Linked DNA regions of Gossypium hirsutum: region 2 is linked to region 1. Evidence: chromatin contacts called from public Hi-C data. All regions are on one chromosome and are shown on one strand. The core of a region is the stretch at or near the end of the contact, and the rest is flanking DNA. Distances in the headings are between cores, read along the strand shown. Region 1 overlaps LOC107901866 (protein NARROW LEAF 1). Region 2 holds the start of LOC107900395 (cytochrome c6, chloroplastic).

The links. A called contact is a pair of places that touch in the nucleus more often than the background predicts.
Region 2: a contact with region 1 is called in a Hi-C map of leaf, with 4 times the contacts expected there. The contact joins the promoter of LOC107900395 here to the enhancer-like site in region 1. A contact is called at or near these places in 18 of 34 Hi-C or Micro-C datasets (fibers, hypocotyl, leaf and 2 more).

What each region holds. Positions count from the first base shown.
Region 1 is chrD06:52,791,842-52,797,892 of Gossypium_hirsutum_v2.1, forward strand. It overlaps LOC107901866 (protein NARROW LEAF 1), which reads left to right. Exons shown (of 6, transcript XM_016828025.2): 5 at 520-1,020; 6 at 1,477-2,422. The coding sequence ends at 1,892. Among protein-coding and RNA genes, the nearest start is that of LOC107901866, 10 kb to the left of the region's middle. Within about 2 kb of position 3,635, at least 3 of the 9 cell types and tissues checked have an H3K27ac peak or open chromatin away from gene starts, as enhancers often do. A contact at or near this core is called in fibers, where this site is marked.
Region 2 is chrD06:52,877,774-52,883,940 of Gossypium_hirsutum_v2.1, forward strand. LOC107900395 (cytochrome c6, chloroplastic) reads right to left here and starts at 2,343. Exons shown (of 6, transcript XM_016826009.2): 1 at 2,116-2,343; 2 at 1,884-2,010; 3 at 1,656-1,750; 4 at 1,535-1,566; 5 at 1,408-1,471; 6 at 1,056-1,328. The coding sequence starts at 2,175. The coding sequence ends at 1,188. It overlaps LOC107901864 (protein PHLOEM PROTEIN 2-LIKE A9), which reads right to left. Exons shown (of 3, transcript XM_016828021.2): 3 at 5,947-6,167. The coding sequence ends at 6,100.

The DNA.
Region 1 (6,051 bases), core at 2,385-4,884:
GTCGAGAAATTACAATTATTTGTAATTACAAACAAGTGTAATTACTACCTTGGTAATTATGCTTTCATCCAAATACTTTATGCTGTCAAAAATCTGCAAAATATCTTAATTTGTTAGCAAAGTTTTATTTAAACTAATAAGGAAATTCTAAGAAATAAAAATCAGAATCAAATCCCAACAATCAGAATCAAATCAGAATCTGAATCAAAACCTAACAAATGCTATGGTCTACTGTTTGAATTTGAATGAAGATTTAGAAGGCTTCAAAGTCCTGATACATACAATGTTTAACTTTACATATGTGCTAATGTAATTCTTGTTGCTTCTTGACTTCCTTGCATGTCTATGACGGTTTGGTCCTCTTAACAAATGCTATGGTCTACTATTTGAATTTGAATGAAGATTTAGAAGGCTTCAAAGTCCTGATACATACAATGTTTAACTTTACATATGTGCTAATGTAATTCTTGTTGCTTCTTGACTTCCTTGCATGTCTATGACGGTTTGGTCCTCTTGCAGAAACGTTTGTTCGAGCAGATGGGGCTTTTATTCCTTTTGCTGATGATCTCAATATGAACAATGTAACTACAACTGTAAAAGGAATAGGTCAGATTGGTAATGTTCACATCATAGACTTGCAGTCTCCAGTTAGCAGTCTCATTGGAAGGCAAGTTGTCAAAGTGGGAAGAAGCTCTGGCTTGACCAATGGGACAATAATGGCATATGCTTTAGAGTACAATGATGAGAAAGGGATCTGTTTCTTTACTGATTTTCTTGTTGTTGGTGAGAATGAGCAGACTTTTGACCTTGAAGGTGACAGTGGAAGCCTCATACTTCTAATGGGGCAGAATGAGGAAAAGCCACTGCCTGTTGGGATTATTTGGGGTGGGACTGCTAATAGGGGTCGGTTGAAACTCAAAGTTGGTCGACCCCCTGAAAATTGGACTAGTGGGGTTGATCTTGGGCGTCTTCTAGACCTCCTCGAACTTGATCTCATCACAAACAATGAAGGGCTTCAAGGTATGTATTCCCAAGACTACCAGTCATTCTTTATCCAATTTTTAGCTTAGGTTGATTCTTTCTTCTTGGTGCTTATGAAGGATTTATTTCGCTAAATGGCATTAGATATGCAAACTATAATTTGGACCAAAAAAGATGAAATTATAAATAGACTGAATCATGATGCATTAATAGATCACACTGGTCAAGTGGTAATTTATTGCAAAAGGTTAGATTCCAGTTTTTAGTATTGATGTGGCTTAGTTCTTCTAATTTTTCAATCATTGATTATTTATTTAGACTTGAAAGTCACACAAAATGCAGTATTTTAGGCAAAGTATCATAGCTAAACAAAGTTCTGGTAGAGAAAGGAAGAAAGTGAATAAAGGCCAATGTTACCTTTATGGTTAATTTTTTTTTGCATCAGGTCTCTTTACATTGGCTTTGACTTTCTCTATTATTTCCTTATTGACATAGCTGCTGTACAAGATCAAAGAAGTGCTTCTGCAGCAGGGATTGATTCTACAGTTGGGGAGTCTTCTCCCCTGGTCCGAGTTCCATCCAGAGATAAACTTGATGAGAACTTTGAGCCGATTAATTTAAATATCCAGCAAGTTGAAGGTGAGCCTCAGCAAGGTCTCATACTACCAATCATGGGTACCAAGTATAGGGATGAAGCAGCAGTTAATGTGGAACACCAATTTATTCCAAGTTTCAATGGGAAGTCTTCAGTTCATGATCATTACCAAGGGGAGAACCCAGACTCTAAAAGTCTTTCAGCATTAAGAAACGGGTCAGATAAGGATATTTATGTTTCACTTCAGTTAGGTGAGCCCGAAGCAAAGAGAAGAAAATATTCAGATTCGTTGTGTATCGTGAAAGAATGGAAGTGAGAGAGTTTCGCCAGTCTAGGGAAATTGGCTGGAGATATCATCTTATTGAAAACAATCAGGCCAGACCACTGACAGGAACATAACTGTGAAGTGTGGAAGTGCATAAAGGAGATTGAGGTTCACCTCTTTTAGCAGGTCCAGGGGAAGTTATTATCATTTCCTCATCAAATCTTTTGGTTAAAGTACTCTAGTGGGAATTATGGACTGCTACTAAGAAGTAGAAGCATGGATAGGGTTGCTAGTAATTAAAAGAATAGGATTCTGTTCGGTTGGGTATACGTATTTATTTGTTTCTTCTCTTGAAAAATTTTGCTTGTAATTCATAAGATCTGTAGTTTTAACTTATTGATTCTGTATTGCTGCTTAAATATGTATTTCTTTAAACCGGCTGATTGAGTCCAAATTCATAGATTTGATGTTAAGTCAGATTTTCTTTTGGACAAAAGAATCTGATCCTCATACATGAAAATCTTCATGTTTTACGGTTTGGATGTATCATTACGTTATTCCAATGAACCAAATTTCAACCTTTTAAGGCATTCTTTTAAATTTTCTATTAATACAATAAGCTTCAAACAAGGTTTATCCTGCTTAGCACGTAGTCTATCATTATGGAAAAGATTTTCTTATTACACTATCCATAAATATTGTGTAACAAAAATTAATATATTATTGCTAAATATGTGTAGGTATCTGAGTCTTACCTTGTACAGTTGTCATGTGTGAGTTTTAATCCAGTTTGTTGGCTTTAGTGAGTGTATTTGTTCTTCTTTCTGTTGTGTAAATCACTTTTAAAAAATTAATACATTATTTAGTTGGTGGTTTTTATCAAAAGGAATACTTAAACTATCAATTTCATTTCATTTTACCCACGAAAGTGTACAACATCTAATAAAAATATAACACGTGTCATGTTTTTATTGGTTGGTTTTGTAATTTGGGGTAAAATGACACAAAATTAATAGTTTAGGCATCACCTATGACCACATTTAAAAAAAAAAACTTAAGTGGGAAAAGTGATAGTTTGACGGTCAATTTTATATTTAAACATATTCAATGTGTAACAACTCAATATTCATAATTATCAGAAAAATGTGGTTTCAAGATTAAACTCCTTGAGTTGAGCTAATCTTGAAATTTTTAATCGAGGAATTTATGTGATGATTACAAAATTAGGAATTAGAATTACTACTTAATTTAGTACAAGACTAAGTTCCAAGTCAACATAATTAAGAAGAACTGATTTGAGGAATTAAGTAAGTTCCCATAGTATAATTACACCAAGGACTTGAGAGCAAATAAACCATAAATAAAATGGGTTAGTGGAGTGGATTAATCCATGCCATTAAAATACACCAACATTTTCATGCATTGATTGATGACCATAAGATGAGATAATTCTTATTTTTATTATATATGCATGTTAGTATAATAAAAAGAATGAATGATGCTCATTTTCATTCTTTCTTAACGGCATACGAGGAAAAAGACGAAAATTTTTCTCCAAAGGTTTCTCCATTGCCGTCCATCAATTTTCAAGGTTAGGAAGCTTTTTGTCTTGAATTTTGTTAGATTATTAGTTAATGATGTTAGATAATTAGGGCCCAAGCATTGGAATTTCTAATTAATAAAGTTTTAATTAGTTAACATGGATGGAAACTTTGAAAATCCTAGATGAGAAAGTTTGGTTTCATGGGTAATTAGTATATTTAAGTTGTGATCATGGTGAAAATGAGTCGAGTAGCTAATGGGTATTGTTGAGACGAAGTTTGATTAAGTGATTATTAAAGAAACCCTTGATGAGTACTTGAGGATTAAAATGATAGAGATGACAACTTGGATTAAAATGATGTTTATTGATAGTTTGAGGTCCCTAGTGTATAGTTACGAAGTTAAATTTAAATTTAATTGGTAGATTGTAAAATACGAGAATTTCAGATATTAGAGTTTTAAGGGAATAAAGTGAAAAGTATGTATAACATGTTTAAGTATAAGTTTATATGCTAGATTTGAGAAACTAACACTGGCAGAACGTCGGGGGATAAAGACAAAAATGGGCGACGGACAACGAATACGGTTTGTGCTAACGTAATTTGACTTCATTGCATAAAATAATTAAATATTTTGGCTTGTGAAAAGATTGGTGTTAATTGTTGCTTTGATCATGTTATGTACTTGTTGAATAAGCATTTAAATGGTAAGTGTTGGATTAAATGATGATAGAGTAACAAATGCCATGTATACCATGCTTATGTGATTGCACCTAGTGAATAGTGATGAGTTGGATTTATGCTTTGTTGAAATTGAATATGGAAGAGTTGGTAAATAAATGTGTTATGCCATGTTGAATTGAATTGGTGATGTGTAACACCCCAGATCCAGCCTAGACGTTATGGCAGAATCTGACGATGTCACAAGATAGTGCTTTTCGAAAAATATGTCGCTGCTAAATCCTCTTTTTTATTTAATTATTTTTTTCATTATCTTATGTTAATTTCAAATCGTGTCGTTCGTTTCCAAAACATTATTCATTTACAAATCGTTATTCAATTTCAAAACGTTTTCTTATTGCAGAAGATTTTAAATAGTTTGCGTATTCGTGGTATTTTTGATAATACATTAATTTCATTTAAAAACCCGAGTTTTACCTAACACTAGCAGATTTAAATCATAAAACCGTATAAAAACCAAATTTAAACCAAAATCCGTAAGGGCCATAATTACAGCAAAATATTCCAAAATAAAAGTAAAATCATAAATAGGTAATAAACAGTGTAAAAGAAGTCGTGTGGCCACCACTGAGTCCTCCATCGCACCGATCCGCCTAAATCTGGGGATTACTTGTACAGATTAAACAGAAGGGGTGAGTTTACGTAAACTCAGTGTGTAATCCCTATACAAATGAACAGACAGTAAACAAATAATCAAAGTTTGGGCTTAAGCCCTTTTCAGTATCAGTATCAATCCAGTTTGGGCCTTAGTCTATCTGAGTACAAAAACAGTCATGCAGTAGAGCTTTAGCCCATCACAGTATCAGTAGCAGTAACAGATATGCAGTTACAAAAATCCTACCCATCTAGCCTCTACACACCATCTCCGTCCAACCCTACACTCCATGTGGGGATATAATCAACCCACCCATCCCTACACTCCAAGTAGTACAAAATGCGGCACTAGACAATAGTTTTCAGCTGAGCTACCAGTAAATTAGGCTCGAGGCCTTTCAGTACACTTCCTCCGAATATTATAATCCCCCAACCTAATGCAATGCAATATACAAATATGGCATGCTATAACATAACATCATGCATCTAAACAGGGTATACAGTAGCAAATCAGTGGGACATCATCAGGCTTAATCATATCAGTAATACAGTCATTTCAGTCAATTAGGGGTCTAGGTAAGCTTACCGACCCTACAGTAGATTCACAATCGACTTGGGCGACTCGTGCAACATTATCAGTCAAACAGTGAAAATGGGCCTACAAGCCCATGATGTTCGTCCGTGTGGGCCCACAATCCCGTGTGGCCCACATGACCCAAATTGGCATTGGCCTCGTGATCCATTTTAATGTAACCCGTGCTCGTTAATTATTCATATGTGTTTCCACTATTTACTCATATGATCCTTCAAAGCTGTCTACTTGAGTCACTATTACTAAATTATTTGTATCTTAAGCTATAGAATTTCGAATTAAGATCTACAAATTTTTCCTGAAACCAGACTCAAATATCTTCTTACCATAAAAATTTCAGAATTATTGGTTTAGCCAATAAGTACATTTTATTCTTTAAATTTTTACCTATTCTGCTATCTTACAGTTTTGACCTTTCTGCACTAAAAATTAATTATCTTCTCGTACAGAATTCAGATGATGTTCTCGTTTATTTCTCTTGAAAGTAGGCTTATTCAAGATTTTTAAAATATAAATTCTAACCCATAATTATTTTTATACAATTTTTAATAATTTTTCAAATTCAGGACAGGGGATTCCGAAATCATTCTGACCCAATCTCACTAAAATTCAAAGATCTCATAATATGAAATTCTTTTGCTTACTTTGTTTCTTCTATGAAAAACTAGGCTCAAATATCTTTAATCCCATATCTTTTTCATCCTCTAATTCGATTTCCACAATTTATGGTGAATTTTCAAAT
Region 2 (6,167 bases), core at 1,093-3,592, 85 kb after region 1:
TGGACAAAGCGAAGCCAAGGGTGGCGAATCACGAGGATTCTATTCGAGCAAAGTTAGAATGTGGACAAGCGAGTGACATAACTTCTTGTCATCGAAAGTAGGACGGTTCGAGTGAAGAAACGACATAAGCCGAAGCAAAAGTCCCGAAGGAAGGGAAAAGCTAAGGCGTCAAGATGAGACCAAGGCAAATCAAGTCAGTGCCATTCGGAAGTCACAACGAGGACGTTGCGAGAATGGGTGGGAGAGAATGTCATAGGCCGCAGTTTAAAGCCCGTGACCATCGCACCAAATGCATCCAATGGAGGTCTATTACTCAGATGAGGATCATTTGGCCTACAAGAACTGGCCCGATTCAAAGAGCTATTGGAGAAGCCTGTCAGATTGAAGCCTAGTTGGCCCGATAAGTAAGAAATGGGCTAATATGGTAACTAATCTTAGAAGATCATATCTTGTAAAGATTAGATTAGATTTGATAAAGCTTATCTTGTAAATCCCTAAACTTAAGGGATATGGTTAAATCTCATCCGTCGATGTAAATGTATCTTGACCGTCGGTTTTGGGGGAGCTCAACTATAAATAGAGAGCCTCCCCCTCAGTTGTACTCACTCCATTCATTGTTTCATTATTCTTTGTGAATAAGAGAATAGAGAACATTTACTCAAACACTTTGCGAGTGTTCTTTCTGTTGTTCTTTATTATTCTTTGTTGTTCTTCTTTTGGCACAATCGTTTCCGCTTTACAAATGGGTGCCTTGGAGGAGTTCTAAAGAATTCTCACTTTTGGGCGTAAAGGCTGACTTAGGCGAGTTTGGAGCAAACGGATCACTAAGGCCGCACGGTTTGCAAGACGAAAGGTCTAGCCTCGTGACACTTGTACTAACATATTGCATACGATGATTTGATTTTAAGTTTTATTGTTTAAAGAATTTTTTTTCTCAAGTATTATTAATACTTTTGTTTAGAGTTTAAAATTATATGATTGTTTAATTATGATGTAATTATATTATATTAGAGAACTAGAATTGCTTATGATTATAAGAGGACCTAATTACTATCTAATAATAACAGTTCCTCCAATTACATTTATGAAATGGGCAAGGTTTGATTTCATTCAAGATTCCAGATCAAGCCTTAAACATGAATGGATGTATATCTATCTGTTTGGATAGTTAGAGGTAAAACAAGAAATCAATCCCCATTACTTGCTACATTTGGCCACCCTTGATCAGCCTGTAACTTCACAAACTCAGCCAAGAGCTTGATTTCATCTTCCTTCAAACGTGGTCCAAATGTGCATTGTCCCCTCGGCGTGCAGCTCTCGCCAAACCCCTTCAAACAAACCACACAAATCATCATAAAAATGATAGATACAGTAAGGAGGATCTCAATTTTCTATGTAAATTCTTACAGGCATTCTTCCCTTGCCATAGTATGTGATACGGTATATATCGTCTTCAGTGACAACCCCATTCCTGTAGGATAGTCATTCAATCAAATAAGCTTTGAAAATATCTAATTCAAGAAGAACATATTACCTTTCTAGGTCCTTTGTAAAGAGTGTTGCACCCTAAAAATGAACATGGAAGGGTGGATTAGAGAGGAAATAATAGAAACAATGATCATCTATAGTCGATGAAATACAAAAAAGTGTCTCACTGGTTGAATTATGTTTCCACCTCCATCATGACATCCAATACAGGCCTGTCCAAACAATGTGGCCCCTCTCTGTATATCTACGCTTTGTGCAATAGCTGCATCCATGAGAAAGATATGACATTAACTAAGCGAAAATGCTCCTCAACAATCAGAATCACGATAGTTTTAAGCAATGAATTGGGTAGTTTCAGTTAAAGTGAGAGCAATGAATTGTGTGGGATTGGGTACCTGGGGTGTTGCAGATAGGAGATAAGGCCACGAATGCAGCAACAAGAGGTGGAAACATGTTCTTGAAATGCGGTATTTTAACTTGTTCGACATGTTTGAGCTTTGAAGGAGCTTGATTTGCATTACCCTTTGGAAACCCTCATTTTTTTATTCACTCAGTCGGCAACAACTTATATGATTCATAGACGCACACAATGGAGAAAGAAGGAGAATGGAAAGGGTAACATATTACCTTTACAAGGAGACAACGAGGGACGTAGCTGCAAGGAGACACTGCAGAAAGAATCTCCATTTTCTCTGTGTTTTAGTTGTCTGAAATTGAAATTGAAATTGAAATTGAAATCGAAGTGCCCCCAGGTCATGGAAGACAAGCTAATCAGTTCAAAGTGAAATAATATAGCCCAGCGATTTGGCCCAATTCTTCCATTTTCTATTTTGGGCTGGATTAAAATTGACCAAACATCAAAATCCCTTCATCATGAATATTTTTAAAATATTTTACCAAGATTTTTTAAAATTACAAATTATACTGATATTGTCCTCACAACCTTTTCAAGATTTTATCAAATTAATACCAATCTTTAGATTTTTAAACACATCATAATTTCTAATGTTATACCAGTATTTTTAATACATACCAACATTTATAAGGAATATCTTTAGATATTTTGATATATCAAAAATTTTCTTTTATCTCCGGTCTATGAAGACCATAGCTTATATCAAAATTTCTTACATTATAACAATATTTCTAACGTGATACTACCAAAATCTCTAAGTAAATACTAAAATTGTTAATCGAGACCAAAATCAAAATTTCTAAATCTCTAACCAAATATTGAAACCTCTAACATATAAATATTGAAATCTCTAACATATACCCAAATTTCTAATAGTTGCCAAAATTTGTAAACAAATACCAAAGTCTCTAATGGATACCAAAATTTGTAACCAAAATCTCTTACGGGTACCAAAATTTGTAACCAAATATCAAAATCTTTAATAAATACCAAAATCTCTAACAAATATTGAAATTTCTAACAAACACCAAATTTTCTAACCGACTGCCAAAATCTCTAACAGGGACCAAAAAAAAAAATTTAACGAATACTTAAATTTTTTACTGGATACAAACATTTCTAACGTAATACCAATATATGTAATGGGATAGCAAAATTTCATATTCTTCGCGCTCGAGAACTTAGGTCCAATAAATTCAAATCAAAATTTCCGAATTCCAATTACCTAAATTTGATATTTTTAAAACAAAGTTTTTTTAATCCTTTTAATTTTCCTTCAAACCTTCATTCTTTTTTCTTTTCTCTTTTAAAATCTAGTGACTAAACTCAAAAATAGTTTTCAAAACTATTCTTCTTTTCTTTTTTTCAAATCAAAATCAACACTCAAATAATATTCTTTTAGAATCTTTCAATTTTTTTAACACCCAAATCTTTTTATGAAAACAAAAACAGAGATGAAAATTTCTTCATGCAAATAAATTTCTCCCAATTATTTTTATTATTAAGGCAAAAACAGAGATAGTTTTGATTATAATAAAGAAAAAAATCAATGAAGTTTTATTTTTTCCAAGTTGAAAAGTCTATATGTTTAATAACAAAAGCAAAAGAAACAATGGGTATCTTTTACTAAATAACGAGGGAAAGGGACTAAGTGTAATTTATTTATCATTTGTACTTGAAATTTTTCGAACAATTTGATTTAATAAAATTTCATCATTTATAATTATCCTTAATAGTTTTTGCATGCAAAGAAAAATGTAAATAAGTATTGATTCACTAATTACTTAATATTTAACTAATGCTAAGTTGGATTATGTGGTTGGATCATAATGTAAAAAATAACTTATATTAATAGGTAACATAAAAGGTCCATAGTCTGATGAAATGAAATTGAGTAAAGAATCTAATCAATCACTCAATTAGTCATGCCGTGTTCTTCGGTGGATCGAATATGATAATTACGGATCATACCGATTCACTAATTATATGTCGTCTAACACTAAATCAAGAGGACTTTCTCGATTTTGATGAAAAAAGAGGTTGTAAAATGAATGAGGTTATCTCTTAAACAAAAGAATTAACAAATATTGAATTAGAGAATATATGTGTGATTTCATTATTTCACGGGAAACTTTATTATCTAGAACTATTTATAAAAAGAAGAATAATAACAGTATTATAGAAGTGTAGCTTTCAAATGACACGTTAGCAGGGTCGTTTTTCTCGTTTGGGTTGGAGAGATTGGGAGAAAAAAAGGCATAATTTCCTGTCAATCCTTATACTTTTAAAAATTTTAAATTTAGTTTTTTTACTTTTAATTTTAAAAATTTAATCTCTTTACTTGTTTTTAAATTTAAGAATGCAATCCATCAATTTTTTATTTTAATAAATAAAGTTTAAGCGAAAACATTGTTAATTTATATATATCTTAAATTTGAATGTGTTATCACTTAATTTTTATTATTTAAATCAAACATTTAAATATTAAAATGTTGTATATTTAAAATCAATAGAAATTTAATAAAAGTGTAGTCAATTTTATTTTAATTTTAAAACCATTCGAGCATTAGGATTAAATTCCAAAAATTAAAGTAGAATACTAAATTTGGTGAGATGGGAAGATGTGTTTTTGTTATGGGTCGTAGATTAAAGCCTGTGACCATTATGCACAAAACAATTCATACAAGTCAACTTATTAAATAAGGCTCATTTAACTCACATAAAGTGGCTCGATTCATGAAATCCATGGAGAAGCTCATCTACTAAAGACCTTGGTGGCCTAGTAAAACAATCTAGTAAAATTAAAGTTACCTGGGTAAATAGTGTATATCCTAGAGAAATAAGATTGTATAAATTTTAAATCCAGTTGGTTCTGGGGAGCTCAACTATAAATAGAGGTCTTCCGTTCATTTGTAATTATTTCATTCATAGGTTGAGTATATTTGAAAGTATTTACTCAAACAATTAGTGCGCTATTTTCCTTTGACTTTTCTATTCTTTGTTGCTTTTTTGTTCGAGTTTATTTTCGCTATACTTTTATGCCTTAAAGAATTTCTGTGGGGATTTTCACTTTGCGAGAGTTAGGCTGACTTAGGTGCATTTGAAGCGAAGAAATCGCCTAAAGCCCGTGAATTGCAAGACGAAAGGTCTAGCCCCGTGACATCTCGACCTACAATAGAAGGGGGACTCGATGTTAGAAGAATGGAGGAATTGAATTGCTTTTTCTTGATGATGATTGGTTATCATCTTGTGTTAAGTAAGAATAAGTTATGGGTGCAGATCTTACCGTCTAAATATAAATGGGAAGCTACTCTTCCTTTTTTCCGAGTGAGAATTGTTCTTGGCTTTGAAAAGGAATTTGTAAGACTTGAAATAATGTTTGTGATGGTATAATTTGGACCATTGGAAATGGTCAGCATGTAGACTTTCAGAAAGATAAGTGGTTGCCGAATCATGGATCTCTAATTAATAGTGCGGTGCAGCAAAATATCGATGCCTCTAGCTTTACTCTGGTCGCATCAATGGTAGATTCGAACGGGGTTGGGATTGGTCCCAGTTCGGCCATTTAATTTCTCATGACGCAGTGAATACTATTGCAACCATCGTTCCACCTATGGAAAATGACTTAGATGATGTACATGGCTGGAAATGGAATCCTCAAAGGAATTTCAATGAAATCAGCGTATCCATTACAAGCTGATAGAGACTCGAGATGGAAGGTGATGTGGAAGTTCAATGGTGGCAAAGGATACGGTCATTCTTATTGGTTGGCATTTAGCATGAAATTACTCACAAATGAAGAAAGAGTTGGGAGACATCTTGCAAGTAGTGATTCCTGTATTTTTTGCTCGAACATCAAGGAAGATACTGGCCATGTACTCCGCTCTCACTGCTATGTAGTCTGTGCTTGGGGAAGCCTGATTAAAATGTATTTTAATTGATGTAATTTTAGTGTTTCTTCCCTCTTAAGCAAAAAGAAAAAGCGGAATGGAGTTTGTAATATTTAATGAAAGTGTAACAAGAAAAACAAAAACCTAAATGACTGACAGGAACCAACTATTGTCGTTATTATTACATTATTGAGTCCTTTCAATGTTAAACACAAACTAAAAGCAGCAGCTTATAATTATATATGTTTCTATAAAAACAGAATCAAATAAATGCCTGTCTGGATTGGATTGGATTGGATTCAGTTGTTAACCTAATTTCTTGACGATGGCTTCATGAACTTTCAAACCTCCCTTCCATTTCCCACTCCAGACTT